Linked DNA regions of Gossypium hirsutum: region 1 is linked to region 2. The links are chromatin contacts, called in public Hi-C maps. All regions are on one chromosome and are shown on one strand. Each heading gives the region's core, a stretch centred on a gene start, on an enhancer-like site or on the middle of the called end of the contact. The rest is flanking DNA. Distances are from core to core; before and after follow the strand shown. Region 1 holds the start of LOC107950588 (non-functional pseudokinase ZED1). Region 2 holds the start of LOC107950593 (RNA-binding protein 39).

Evidence for each region. A called contact is a pair of places that touch in the nucleus more often than the background predicts.
Region 1: a contact with region 2 is called in a Hi-C map of fibers, with 4 times the contacts expected there. The contact joins the promoter of LOC107950588 here to the promoter of LOC107950593 in region 2. A contact is called at or near these places in 7 of 34 Hi-C or Micro-C datasets (anther, callus, fibers and 3 more).

The regions. Positions count from the first base shown.
Region 1 is chrD03:7,268,301-7,275,651 of Gossypium_hirsutum_v2.1, reverse strand. It overlaps LOC107950588 (non-functional pseudokinase ZED1), which reads left to right and starts at 5,429. Exons shown (of 2, transcript XM_016885466.2): 1 at 5,429-5,677; 2 at 5,818-6,976. The coding sequence starts at 5,829. The coding sequence ends at 6,851. LOC107950587 (a long non-coding RNA gene) reads left to right here. Exons shown (of 5, transcript XR_005911129.1): 5 at 2,032-2,631.
Region 2 is chrD03:7,133,624-7,141,387 of Gossypium_hirsutum_v2.1, reverse strand. It overlaps LOC107950593 (RNA-binding protein 39), which reads right to left and starts at 5,628. Exons shown (of 13, transcript XM_041089710.1): 1 at 4,718-5,628; 2 at 4,247-4,325; 3 at 4,060-4,116; 4 at 3,452-3,507; 5 at 2,362-2,593; 6 at 1,936-2,022; 7 at 1,748-1,825; 8 at 1,514-1,597; 9 at 1,225-1,289; 10 at 958-1,153; 11 at 770-858; 12 at 1-19. The coding sequence starts at 5,283.

The sequences.
Region 1 (7,351 bases), core at 4,180-6,679, 130 kb before region 2:
ATTTTTGAGATCGTAATAACTTAATCTATCTATCTCGGGGATTAATTTGCAAAGTTATCAAAGTACTAGGGTTTTGCCATGGATGAATATGCATGAATTATGAAATTTATGGTAGAAAATGAAAGGTTATTGATAGATAAACAACTTTTGTAAAGTGAATTTTGACGAAATTGTGATTTAGGGACAAAATTATAAAGATGTAAAATTTACGAAAATTTTTTAATATTATGAATTTAATGGGATACAAATGTTTCATGTAAAAATCGGTTAGGCTTGGAATAAGAATTAAATTACATGAATTTTATTTTCCGAGCCTAAGGATAAAATTGTAATTAATTAAAATATAGGGGCAAAATAGTAATTTTGCCTAAGATGTGAATTTGATTGAATTGAATGTGAGTTGTATTAAATATATGTTAAATTCATTCGTATAAATTCAGATAACTTAAATATGAACATAGATCGAGGAAAAAAAAGTGTCAGATTAGTAGGATTTTGTGTATACGAACAATTGTCAAGGTAAGTTCGTGTAACTAAATTGTGTATATTTATATGTTTGAATTAAATGTTGTATATCTGAATTGTATAAATGTTATATATATGAAATTAATCACATATCCGACAAAACTCGATAAATGTCAAGTCCCGTTTGATAAATAAAATTCGATGGATACAAGATTTTCCGTATTGGTTGTAGTCCTGCATATGTTGTGGACACACCATAGCTCAAAATAACGTCCTGTTATTGGCCCTCTTGAGTTTCCCGTTATATGGTTCTTGTGAGCTTCTTGTTAATAGCTCTTTAGAGCATCTTGATCGGTTGTGATCCTACATGGGTTGTAGGCATACCGCAGCTCTTATGAGCTTTCCGTTATATGGCTTTTTATGAGATTTTTGATTAAAGGTTCTTTGTGAGCTTCCTGATTAATGGCTTTCCTGAGCTTCTCGATATGGCTCACTTGAACTTCCCGATATATGGCTATCTAGAGCTTCTCGTTAATGGCTCTTCGGAGCTACCCATTATTGGCTCGCATGAGCTTCCCGATTATGACTCTTATGATCTTTCTGTTATATAACTTGGATAAGCTTTCCGTTACATGGCTCACACGAGCTTCCCGTTATATGGCTCGAAAGAAGGCTTCCCGATTATGTGCTTTAAGGAGTACTCTCGAATATGAATTGGCGAATTACAATTCGTACACTTCATGTGTACTACCCTTGTATCCATTGATATTTTAAATGATTCAACGGGTAAAGTTCTGATATGAGATGATATGAATTGAAGATGAATTACTATAAGAAGTACTTGAAATACAAAGATATGATATGTACATGTTCATGGATACTTGAAATGATAAATACTTGTATGCGGAAATTAAATATTGATGAGCTAATACATGTTTCTTGATATTCATGTGAGTTTTGTGACTAACATTCTTGATGAGGATATATGTGTTTAGGTTATTAGCCAAATTGTTTGGATGCATTTTTGTGTGCTTACCTTAAATGTAAATGAATGGTAAGTTTATTTTCTGTTATACGAATTTATTAAGCATTAAATGTTTACTCTGTTTTATTTCCTCTATTTTATAGTATTTCGAAAGCTCATTGGGTTGGAAGCTTGATGGAGATACCTCACACTATCCATTAGCTCGTTTTGGTATAAATAGTAAATTAAATTTAGGGTTATAATGACATGTATAGGCTAAAAGTGGTTAAGAATGACATGTATGTGTTTGGTTGAAATTAGCCATTAGTATGGCTTGTAATTGGTATATTTTGATATGTAAAAAGTGGCCTTAATGTGTTGATGTGTGTCTGAAATGGATAAATGATAGAAATCATAAAGGCATATTGAGGATTGGTTTGAGATAGTATAAGTTTGGTAGAATATGCATATATGTATGTATGGTTGTTTTGGTAAGTTTGTACACTTGGTTATATAAGATATTATATCATGTAAAAGACTTGATCTTGATTGGTTTTGAATGTCTTGTATTGGCTTGATAATGTATTTAAGTGTTTATGTAGGTGAAAGGCAAGATTGGGTGAGAAATATGGCTTGGAAATGCCCTTATTTCGTTTATACGGGCAAAGACATGGGCGTGTGACACATGGCCTAGCACATGGGCGTGTGTCTTGGCTGTGTATCCATACCCTTATTTCGAATGCCCACGCGGCCTGAGATACAGGCATATGTCCTCTGCACCAAGAAAAAAATTTTAAAATTTCGTGGAAAATTCTCTAAATACCAGGTTTAGTCCCGACTTATTTTTGATGTATGTTTTGAGCCTCGTGGACTTATAGAAGGGACTTTATGAATAATAACTGACATGAATGTTAAATGATATGAAATGTTTTTATTTGATTTGTGTATTCCGGTAATGCTTTGTAACCCTGTTCTGGCAATGGATACAGGTCAGGGATGTTACATCCTCCTTAAGTTATACGCTTGTGAAAAAATTTGATTTGTTTTTTTGCACCCTCAAAAATGTATCTTAACCTAATTCTAGGTCATGCACCTTTGCTTTTAACTCGTAGTGGACAGAAACCATCCTCATGGCCCAATCAACCACATAAAAAAACAAAACAAAGTCAACTTTTCATATTGGAATCTCGCATAAAACTGTTTTCCACTAGGTGTCACTAATTTCTTCCTCCTCTTCAATGGAACCCTCACATCCACCAATCTCGTATTCTCATATAACTCTAGTATCCCTTCCCTATCTGCCTTGCATCATATTCAATAAAAGACCCAATAAAGTCACCAAATTGCTTAGCAACCATCTTCGACATTATTCTTGGTAACAGATCATGAATCTGTACCCAGAAAAAAAAAGAATAAGTCAATGGCACCTCCATCGGGTCCTCATCCTCCAATAGCCTGTGAAAAACTAGCAGATGGTTATTAAAGGTCCATGGTGCCCCTTTTATCACTTTTTCAATGTCCACATCATGAAAGAATTTAAATAAAAATCTCTTCTCCCCCAGATCTGAGATAACTACGCCACCAATTGGGTGCCAAACATTAGCCAGCGTATTCTTCATGGCTTGAAAGTTTACCATTCTCGTTGTCATGAAACACCCTACCAAACAAAATTCTTATTCCACCTCCTCTTCCACATCCTCATCCACCGCCCAGATTTCCTCCTCCACAACATGAATTCTTAAATTTGCTAAATTGTCTTCTATCATAATGATTCGGTAAAAAACAAACTAAACGCTCCTATACTCAATTAATCAGAGTTCTACGCCAAAAACACCCAATCCCTAATTAACTAGAAACAAAAGTCTTAACAGCTCCTTCAGCTTTAGTAAACCGAATTAGAAAAGAACTGCCATTACGACAGAGGGAATTTAAAAGTGTAATTTAATATCTTTAAATTTAGTATGACTGTTAATATCAAAGGGTTTTAAGTAAATTTGTTAATTATTGATGTCCAATCAATTCGTGATATTAATATATCAATCTATTTTAATATAATTTTATATGTAATTAAAAAAAACATATTTTACAAACTCAACAAAAGTTGTTGATGAGCCTTAGTTTTGTTATATATATGAATTCTTGAGAGGAACATAAGTCAGATAATGTCTTCAATTGAAATTTTATTTTTTAATTTATCGAAATCTTAAATAATTTAATTGAATGAGAGTGAGTGGGTGTCTTAAAGTACCTCTGTACGTTGATAATGGTGGTAGAACGATCGCAAAGCAAGAATAAAAGAAAAATGAGAACACACAGATTTTACATGAAAACCCTTTCGAGAAAAAACTACGGACAAAAGAGGAGAAATTCACTAATATTGAAAAACGAATGAAACAAGAGGGGTTTCGATTATATCTATTTAAGGGTTGAAAAACCTTATTCTAATCAAAGTCAAATAGAAGAAGAATAGTTCTATATGAATTCAACTTGTGCTATATGGTCCGTATCGCAGGGGCTCCGCCCATGCACCGTTGGTCACAACCCCAGTCCAATTTTGTGCTTAATGTACGGCCCTCGGCCTTTCGCCCTCACAAATCCCCTTATTTTGCCACTACATTTAATTCTTTTACAAGTGACGGGATTCGAGTTACACAATTTATAACAGCCTCAATAAACAAAATCATATCTAATTAAAAAACTCACACATAATTTACAATAGTTTCCTAAGACAACGAAGTTATCATTAACTTTGGTTTGAAATCATGTTTCCTTTTTTTTTTTGTAAATTACAATAACAAGGCAAAGCTCAAACAACCAACCTGAAACGGTGAACACCCTTGACCATCAGGCCATCTCATGGGGTTTGCTTAAAATAATGTTTTGCTCTTTCTATTATGTAATATAGCACTTTTAATGGAAAGAAATTTCAACCATTTATCATAATTTAATATTATTAAAGAAATCTTTTACTATTCGAGCTTAACTTAATTTAAAATTAAACAATTTAATTTAAATATTATTTATGGTATAAATATTGCGAATAATATTTAAAATTTTCATATAGAATAAAAGAATTCAATTTTTTAAAAATTATATAAGTAATTTTTTTCTATAAATTAAAGTTTTATTATTGAAATGTGGATAGTATTAAGTAAGATGATTAAAAAAGATAAAAATTATTTTGTATTACAAAAAACACAAGGTTACATTAAAAAAAGTAAAATGCAAAATTTGTATTTAATATTATAATGAGTGTTTTAATGTTATGAATATAATGAAAATATTGATATATAAATGTAGCTATTTAATTGATTAAAAAGGTGATAGATATGTTAAGTTAATAAAATTAGCGAGATTTAAACTAAAATTTTATTAAATTTATTCTACCAAATTACGATTTTATAAAAGAATGTGAAGTTAAAAGGAGATCAAACATAATTTATTATATTTTAATACATTGAAATATGAATAAAAATAAATTTTAAGTGTATTTAGTTGAAAAGAAAAGTGAGAAGTTTTTATCTATGCTTAAAAACAAATCATTTTAGATTGAGAAAATAAAAGAATGTATTTTTAACATTTTCATTTTCATCCTTTCGTCTTTAAACTCTTCTTAGCAATTAAGGAAAATAAATTAATATTTTCTTTCAATTTTTTAATCTTTCCTACCAAGTATATCAATGTATATTTTCTTTCTAGTTTTCTACTTCTTTAAACTTTCTTCTTCTTCTTTTTCAATTTTCTTTCTACTCTACCTAGCAAATTAATCATACAACACATTTAGTATTTCTTTATTGCTAGTCAAGTAAGATTGAGGTGGTTTTGTTACGAGGTTTAAGTCTCATCATGAGTAAAAATATCATATGTGGGTTCTCTATCAAATTTATTTTGGGTAAGTTTCCTAAATATGCAAAGCTACTACTTGTGTTTATTATTACACTGGGCCATGGATCTCACCATCAATGATACGCCTGCCAAAACCTAGTTCTGAGATTGAAGTAACACTGAGATGAAATTGAAACAGTGAATTTGGACCCAAATTTGTGAGCAATGGGCTAAGTGGTGATCCAATGGATTTATTATGCCAATGGTACCTTATCAATTCTTGAAAAGAGAAAGTCAGAGAAAGCTGCCTGCCTTTTTATTGGTCTTAATGTAAGCTTCCTGAGATCGACTCTAATGCCTGGTCTGACTTTTATCATCTTCCTGCGGTTTTCACTTTCTCCCCCTTTTTTTCTGCCATTTTAGGTGCTTGCCTCTTCTGCTATTTTACTCTCTTTTTAATCTGTATAATAATTAAAGTATTGTCAAATGCAATCAATTAGAAGAAAATTGTCTTTTTTTGCTATTTTCCCGATGTATTAGTCTCTAATTTAGCATCTTTGCAGGTATTTATTGAATGTTGAAGGAAGGGGAGATGGGATCATGTTTCAGAATAAAAAGGCAAGGCAAGGATGAGGGACCATTGTTGAAGAATGGGAGTATGTTATTAGAAAAGCTTATTGCCTCATCTGATGGTAAATGTAATCCTATTTGTACTTTCTCCGCCGAGGAGCTGAGCGAAGCAACGAAAGGTTACGATGTCGGTCAGGAAATTTCGAGGTACGTTCATTTCGTGTTATACAAAGGCTTTCTGCGTGGTCGGGAGCTATCTGTGAAACGGTACGGAAGCTATAACAAATGCCTTGAAACAGCTATCACAGATATAGTAATTAGCTCACAAATGAGTGTGCACAAGAATGTTCTAAAACTCATTGGATGCTGCTTAGAGACTCAAAATCCAGTGCTTGTTTATGAATATGGTGGTGAAAAGAATCTCCAAAGATTAATGTTTGATGTTAGTGATGGGCAACTTGAGCCATTAACATGGAAGTCTAGAATAAAGATTGCAATGGATATTGCTAATGCAGTCGCATATCTCCATACTGCCTTGTCCAGGCCTGTTATTCATCGAGGGCTTTCGTTGATATCGATAGTAATAGATACGAATTATGTTGCTAAGCTTGCTGATTTCTCGCTCTCCGTGGCAATTCCGAAAGGAAAATCGCATGTCGTAGAAGATGCCATCTCCGGGGTAGTTGGGTATATAGCACCTGAGGTTTTGGAATGCAAAATAAATGAAAAGGCTGATGTTTATAGTTTTGGCATACTGTTACTTGAGCTTTTAACTAGAAGAAAATCTGGGGATCATAGTGTGGAGGAAGCACCCTTTAGAGCATTTGTGTCGAATTATGTCGAAAGCAATCGGTTAACCGAAATTGTGGATCAAAGTATTTTGAGTGAAAGAATCAATGGTAATGAGTTGGTAAGTTTGGCGAAGATTGCACTTTGTTGTACACAAGAAAATCCCGAGAATCGACCGATGATAACTGATGTTGCAAAACAGCTTAGGCAACTCAATAAAGATTGTAAGCTTTGTTAGCTCAGTAGCTCCAATTATGGTGTATGATACTTATACTGGCACTTGATCTTGAGTCCAGGGAACATAGGTTGCCTTAATCTGTAATACAATACTGAACTCACTGCAATCAACAACAACCTTCTGCAGCTTTCAATATTGTTTACCCATTTTGCTATAGATTAAATTATGCTAAAAGGAAACAGGACTCCTGAAACTTCCAAGCAAAAAGCAAAGGTTAAGTTATGCAGCAATCCGGATTTAATCTTTATACTTTAATTTGATATTTTTAATTTATGTATTTTTAGATTTTAAAATTTTAATTCTGACCAAACGGTAGTTATTGAATTAACTATGCTATTTTTAAGATCTTATACGACAAACATATTATTATATATGTAATGTCATGTTAACTTGTTATTTTACATATTACAATATTTCACTATAATGGTCAAGTTTCTTGGACAACCGAATCTTTATGTTTTATTTTAACATCTATAACACCTTTTCACTTATAATAGCAA
Region 2 (7,764 bases), core at 4,379-6,878:
GACGCATCCGGCACTGTTCCTGTACAAAAGACAAAGTATAACAAGTAGAAAAAGAAGAAAAAAAAACACTAAAACTGCAGTTGGGAAGAGGCAAAGCAAATAAATCTTTACTCATCAAATTTAGTAACATTTTTGTTTGACTTAATAAGGGAAAATGTTCGGCAAAAAATACTTCAGCATAATGAATTGGGAAGTCTGACAGATCAAAATTATTAAGCATTGACCGCACCTAATGATGTCAAGCATGCAGAAATTACCACCAGAAGTATGTGAATTCCTACCGTTTAGCCAGGAAAGGAATATACCACCAGGTATGCACTATGAACATGACTCACCATATATTGTACATGTATGTCTCAATAGTTTCATCAAACAATACAAATAGATTAATAGATTTAAAAATCGTGAGGATCCCCTCGATTGATAGCCCTATATTTCCAGTCTATAGAGCACCTGAATGAAGGATACAGATTTCAGCACCAAAATCCAAGCATGTCTTCCCATAAGTAATTATATATATAAGAAAAAAGATCGTCATAAAAGGAATTCTGATGCAAAAGAAATATATATATTTTCCTTCTGTTTTTCTACTACTAATTTTCATCTTTCCAATTTTCTTTCCCCTCTACTAAGCAAAGCCATATGATTTATGCATTAACGAAGTCATCAAGTAAAATAAAGGAAGCATAGATTTGACCGAAGAGCACAATGATTAAGCCAACTACAAAACAAAACAACTGCAAAATATTAGTTTATCTAAAATGCTTACTTGTCTACATATATATGCTTCACCCTGCCATATTTGCTGCATTCTTCTTCGACATCCTCTTTAATATCCAAATCAAAATCTGGTTCCGTCTGAAATAGAACTTACAGGAAATGACTACCTTGTACAAGCCATAAAAAAAAAAGAAGATAACAAGGAAATAGCATGTTTAAACAAAAGAAAATTCAAACCTCAGTTGCAGGATCAAACATATTCTTCAGCAGCAAACATTCACTGGGCTGGCCAACAGAATCAAGGGCCGTAGTAGACATGATTGGAGGTAGAATTGGTGTTGGATATGCCGCTTGGCCATTAACAGGTAAAGTAACAGCCTGTGGACTCGGAGCTGACCCATTAAGGAGGGGTACTCCAAGGGAGCCCGTAATGCTGGCAATCACTATTACATTAGATATATTATACATTAAATTGGAAAGGACTACTTAAAAGTAAAAACCAACCTTGTCGCGATACCAGAGCGGTCCAGCTTCCGCATAAGCAATGCCCTTGACTGAGCATTCAAGGCCTGGATGAAAATACAGGAGAAAAATAAGCAGAAAGAGAGAGCAAGAAACAAAATTTAAACTTCCTAAGAACTATTAGAATGAGGCAATCTGGGAAGAAATTGTTTCAACCATAGAATTATTTAGATATCGTTCTATAATTGGCTGAAAATTTATGTTAAAAACAGCCATTGAAATCGTTTAGAAATTGTAAGATACCAATACAATAATATGCATTCAAGCTTACCAAGCCACCACCCTCATCATCATCGAAGTCGGCAGATTTTGCTGCAGTATCTTGGGTAACAACATGATCAGTAACAGAAGAAACCTATTTGCAAATATAAACACGAATATGTTAATTTCAAAGACTACAATTAGAAGCCGGCAACAGTTACAGAGGAACAAACACACATAAATGAAACAGAGATTAGAGTACTTTTGAATACTGTTATAAAGCTCATGAAATTAACAAGCCCACCTTAATGGTTCGACCAGCAATCTCCAGCTTTCCATTCAATGCACTTTGAGCTGCTTTTGCATGTTCAAGTTGAGCAAACTGTAAAGAACAACAACAAATGAGTAGATGTATATTTTTTTTTTGGTACAAAGGAATAGTTGTATAATTAATGTAATGAAAATAAACATTTTAATTCAACTTTTAACTACCTGAACAAATCCAAAACCTTTGCACTGCCCAGTCTCAAGGTCAAGTGGTAGTTGTACAAGCTCAACTGGGCCAAAAGGTTCAAATATCTGAGCCATTAACATAATGATGAGAAAAGGGTTTGGAATGAAAATCATGTACCTTTAAAATAATAATAACCAAGTCAAAGATAAAAATAAAACTGGACAGTATCAATTAGGAAACAGATCAGAGAATAAAATACATCTCAAAACAGTCATGAAACTCTTTCCAAACTACTAAGCAACTTCTGTGGAATGTGTTTCATCCACAAATTTTCATTTAACAAGTTACAGTCAGCAATTGAAAAGAAATTTTAAGAATAAAAAGAAAATCATTACAAATCTTTCATAAACAAAATAAAAGCTCAGTAACTTCTGATTATGCTGGTAAGCTAATTGTCCTATTACCTGTCTAAGCTGCATTTCTGTCATATTGAAGTGCAGGTTACCCACATACAATTTTCTATCAACAGCTCCATATGGCCCAGCAACACCTCCTGTGCCTGCACCAGAAGTATTGGACTGAACAAGATTCTTTTCAGCCTCAGAAGGTTTAACCATCACAGGTTGACCAAGAAGCAGTTGACCAGACAACGCTATTGCCATTGGAACAGACATCACATCATAAAACTCAATGTACCTACAATTTCATCAGTGGCTGTAATTAGTTTCTCTCAAATTATGAGGGGAAAAATATGATCAAAACTTACAAAGAATAAAGCAAATAGATGTAGGGAAAGAAAACTGTAGTGCAGAAAGCTCATGCTGAGTATCTTTGTTGAATCTGATGTCTCATGTGATAAAAATACGTTAGCTCAGCAAAACAAGATTAGAAAAGCTGAATAGATATCATACACCAAGATAACCAAGCAACACATCAGGACTTAAAAAGGAGGTTGTATTGTTGCCCTGTCCTAATATATAATAAAAAGCCAGAAGTAACCACCTTCTAACGTTATACTCTATAACTAAGATGACAGAATTAACTCTGAAAACTACCAAAATCAAAGATGAAGATAAGAACCAAGAAATCATCCCAACCCCTCACGTTCAACCTCAACAAGCAAAAAAAAAAAATTGAAAACTAACATATTAGGGGAATAAAAAAAGAAAAAGCCCTGCAAATGAGTTTTAAGTCCTCTAAGGAAAACCACATTTAGATTAAATTGGAAGAAGTATCATTAAATCCTTATCAGAACCATTAACAAGCTAAGAATTGGTCGAAGGTACTCATCTTTATCTGTTACCTTAACGCATAGAAAATTCAAAACAGTAGAGTTCTGGGAGAAGAAAAAAATTTAGGTATATGTCATCTACCTTGCGAACGCAGCATGAATTGATTAAACATGAGTGCAATTCCCATCATCCCTCATCATTATCGCATTGCTAGTGAATTTAAGAATACAGTTAAACTTGATTCTTGAAAGCATAGATGCGAATACTTATTTAACAAGACTGCAAAAGAAAGTACAACTTTGCTCAACATAAAAGCACATACCCAACTCCCTTTGATCGTCTTGAGTTCCTATCCATGATCAGCCGAACATCCCTCACCTGAAAATCATAATGTAGATAAATATGAGATCAAACAGAAAACAGTAGCTGCAAAAAATTAAATATAACGGGAAATTCCAGACTTTCAAGCTATCATAAAAGACATATCAAAGGATTCCTGAAAATATTGTTTTAACACATGTGATTTTAACTCACCCCACATGTATAGTATGTTGAGACACAACAAATTCATAATACTACTCGTAACTGAAGGCAAAGGAGCATATACTGCAAGAGGAAGTAGATGTATCTCAATAATATGCATATATGCATCAATTTATAGTTATTATCACCAATCTATGAAGGCATAAAAGAAACAAAATTGATGACCATGCAAAATGAGATTGCCACATACCAGAAATCTAAATGATGAGTTTTAATTGAAACAAATCTAGAATTCCAAATTTACACTTGTATTCTCAAAATCATTTGCATTAACTTTTTTCCAAACTGATTAATATGGACTCCTGGCATACTTGAAAGCTATGGTGAAAATATTACATACAACCTTCACATTAAGAAAAAAAAATAACCGAATTAAACCTGACTAACCTTTCCTGCTTTTGAGAAGAACTCATAGACATCTCTCTCCGTTGCTTTTAGAGGCATCTGCCATCAACCAATTCAAATTCAACAGTAATCAATAAATGCGAAAGGAAATGCATGTTTGTACACATAGGTATAACATTTATGCCTAATAGTCCTTCAAAGATGAAAACAAAAAACAGAATTCATCTACCTGATAAGCAAAAACGGTTCTCTGGTCCCTCTCAGGATCAGCTTCAGGCTCTGTTGCTTCCTTCTTGTCTTTAAATTTCCTGAAACATACATATTCATTAGATAATCTAGAATATCACAAAAATCCTGCTCTTAGCAAACTGGTCTTTCCAAATTTAGAGCAGCATACCATCCACATATATCAAACATGCCCATCCAAATGGCACAATAGTTCTACAGATGCAAACTAATAAAAAAAAAACCCTCTCACTATGTTTCTTTCCACATCAATCACTGAGATGGATAAATTCTTAAACATCAAAATAGAACATGAAATTCTCTCCCAAGAAGACGTCGTCTCAACAATGAGCACCCCCACCATGTTCTTGAACTCACTTAGATCATAAAAAGGCAACACAATTGGATTGCAAAAAACACAACGGAATTGCCTCAAAACACAATTTGCTTAGAGGAAGAGACGATAAAAGGGCACCTGCTGTCTCTGATGTCAATGTCACGTTCTCTGTCCCGCTCCTTCTCTCGCTCGAGCTCACTCTCGTGCCTCCTCGACCTACTGCTGCTTCTCTCTCTCCTCTCGCTCTCCCTTTCCTTCTCCTTCTGCCTTTCCCTCCTCTCTCTCTCCTTTTCCCTCTCTCTCCTCTCCTTATCTCTCTCTTTCTCTTTCTCTTTCTCCTTATCCCTATCTCTCCTTTCTCTTTCCCTATCCCTTTCTCTATCTTTTTCCTTTTCCCTTCCTCTACTGCTCCTCCTCTCTAAATCTCTATCCCTATCTCTCTCCCTTTCCCTTTCTCTATCGCGGCTGCTTCTACGCCGATCTTTGTCACGATCTCGCCTCTCCTCGTCGTCCTCTTCGCGACCGCTTCTCGATTTCTTGCTACTGCTCTTGCCTTCATCATCCTCTTCATCTCTCTCGCTATCTCTCTTCCTATAGCTTCTCTCGCTCTTATCCCCCGCTCCTCCTCCGTCTTTGGTCTTCTTCTTCGAATCTTCCTGCTCCTCCACGGTTTTCTCCAAATACTCGTACTCGTCGAAATCCATTAATTATTCTCGAAAATTGGAAGATTTCAGCTCTTGCTCTTCAAGTCTATGAATCGCAGGGCTAGGGTTTGGGGGGAGTTAGGGTTTTGTTGGAGGTTTCAACTTTCAATTGAGGGGGTTTGGGGAAGTTAGGGTTTAATTTGGTCCTCCAAAAGTCGAAATCTGGGAGGGAAGTGGGGTTAGGGTGTAATTGGCATTGACTCCGTGGGTTTTTAAGGGAAGAATTTCTATGGAGAATGGGAGATCAAATAAAACAAGTACAAGGTTGCACAGCATAGCAATGCAGTGGCAGCGAGTGACTCCTATTGGCCCATTGAATAAAAGATAACTTGCCTTCAACATCATAGACCATCTACAAAATGGTAAATCCCTAAATTTGTAAATAATATGAATTAAGAGATAAACGTAATTTTTTTATGAGATAAATGTAAATCTATATACATATTTTTTTTAATTATTTAGTAGTATAGTTTTTGTGTTCTTTTATATAATGAAAAATGAGATAAAAGTGGTTTAAAAATCCAACTCGAGAATATTATGTCACTTTTGAGGACAAACGAGGGTGATAGTGTCAACTGGACCCAAAAATAAAATATTTACCTTTTAGTTCTTTTAAAAAAATTGAAATGAGATATTAATATATATGATAAATTTCTATTTTGATTTTTAATGTTCAACCTCCTTAAAAATGTTGATATTATAATAAAATTATACTTTAACCTCTCAAAAATATATAATTTAATTTCAATACTCTAAATAATTTTGACTTTACCCTTGATCACTTTATTTATGGTTCAGTCGATAATAGTGCAATTCTAATTTCATAATCACAATTAAGAAAATTATTATATGTCTTTTAAGTTATATATAAAATAAAATAAAATAAATAACATGCAATGATATTACGCGCTCGAGCACACTCGAATTCATATCCTTTAAGTTATCACATTAACAACAACAATACCAATTAAATTAAAACTCAAATAGCATCGAGGGGCAATGGGAGGGATGCAGGAAGTAGCCTTAGCAATTCATTTATAGCTTTTGTCATTTTAAAAAAAAATTCAACAGAGTTAATTCTAATAGAAAAACAAATACAATCATAAATTTAACCTATAACATTTACATTTTTTTCCAATTTAACCCCTATATTTTTTATTTTTTGCTTTAATTATTATAAAAATTTTCTCGTACGTGCCAACAAATTAAATATAGAAAAAAATACTAAACTTACTATTAAAAATTTTAACTTTTAATTCTCATTTATGGACAATAAATCTCATGTATATTAAATGGTTTATATTATAGATCATTGAATTTAACCTTAACTTTCTTATAGATCATAAACTTTTGATTTAATCATATTACATCATTTAATTTTAATTATTAATAACTTCAATCACTTATAATAACACTATTAAAATATTTTAATAAAATAATTGAACCCACCTTCTTTCAACATGTTTTTAACATATAAACAAGTTAATACCTAATTGAAATTTTTAAATAAATTTTTTTGAGTTTATTTTTTAAAGTTCGATTAGATGGCAAGATAGAATTTCAAATTTTTTTAATCTTTTTCTTTTTCTAATATTAGATTAACATTAGAGATTAGTGTTAGATTAATATTATATTAGGGTTTCATTTAAAATTAATTGGATGTCATTTAGGTGATTATTATATATATTTTTAAAATAAAAATATCAAGATAAATCTAAAAAATTGCTAAAGGGGTAGAAAAGCCCACAAATTTTTGTAAAAAAATCAATTAAGTCCCCCACAAAATTACATCAATTAAACCTTTTGACCAATGGTTTCTTTGTTGACCATAGTTATCTTTTAATTCTGCTGACATGCCACTTAATAGTTACCAACTATATTTTTTAAAACCAAAAATTCCACATAGGCTAATGACATGGCATTTTCTTTTATTTTAAAGGAAAACTTAAACCAAAATTAGTAAAAAGTAAGTGACCTGGTTAATTACTTTTATTAACCCTACCCTAAATAAAACCCTAAAATAGTATCTAAAGAAAACATCTAGCCTGAAATAGTATACGAAGAAAACATTTGCCTCCATTTCTTATTTCCTAGTGAGCTCTCATCTCTGAAATATCGAAGAAAATTTTTCTTTTTAAGGCTATTGATTTGATGTATGGTTGTTGTCTCACGAACTCTCTTTTATTATTGTATTTTTTTTATCAAATTTTAGCCACCAAAATTGTAAGCAACTGTGACAAAAAATGGTCACACACATATTTAACCTTTTGTGACCAAATTGTTTACACTAAAACTATAAGTACTTGTGACGGTAATAAATGGTCACATATATTCAACTTTTTTGTGATAAATTTTCGACACTAAAATTGTAAGCAATTGTGGCAAAATTAAATGGTTACAATTATTTAATTTTTGTGACCAATTTTTTTACACTAAAATCGTAAGCAATTCTGATGAACATAAATTGTCATAATAATTTTT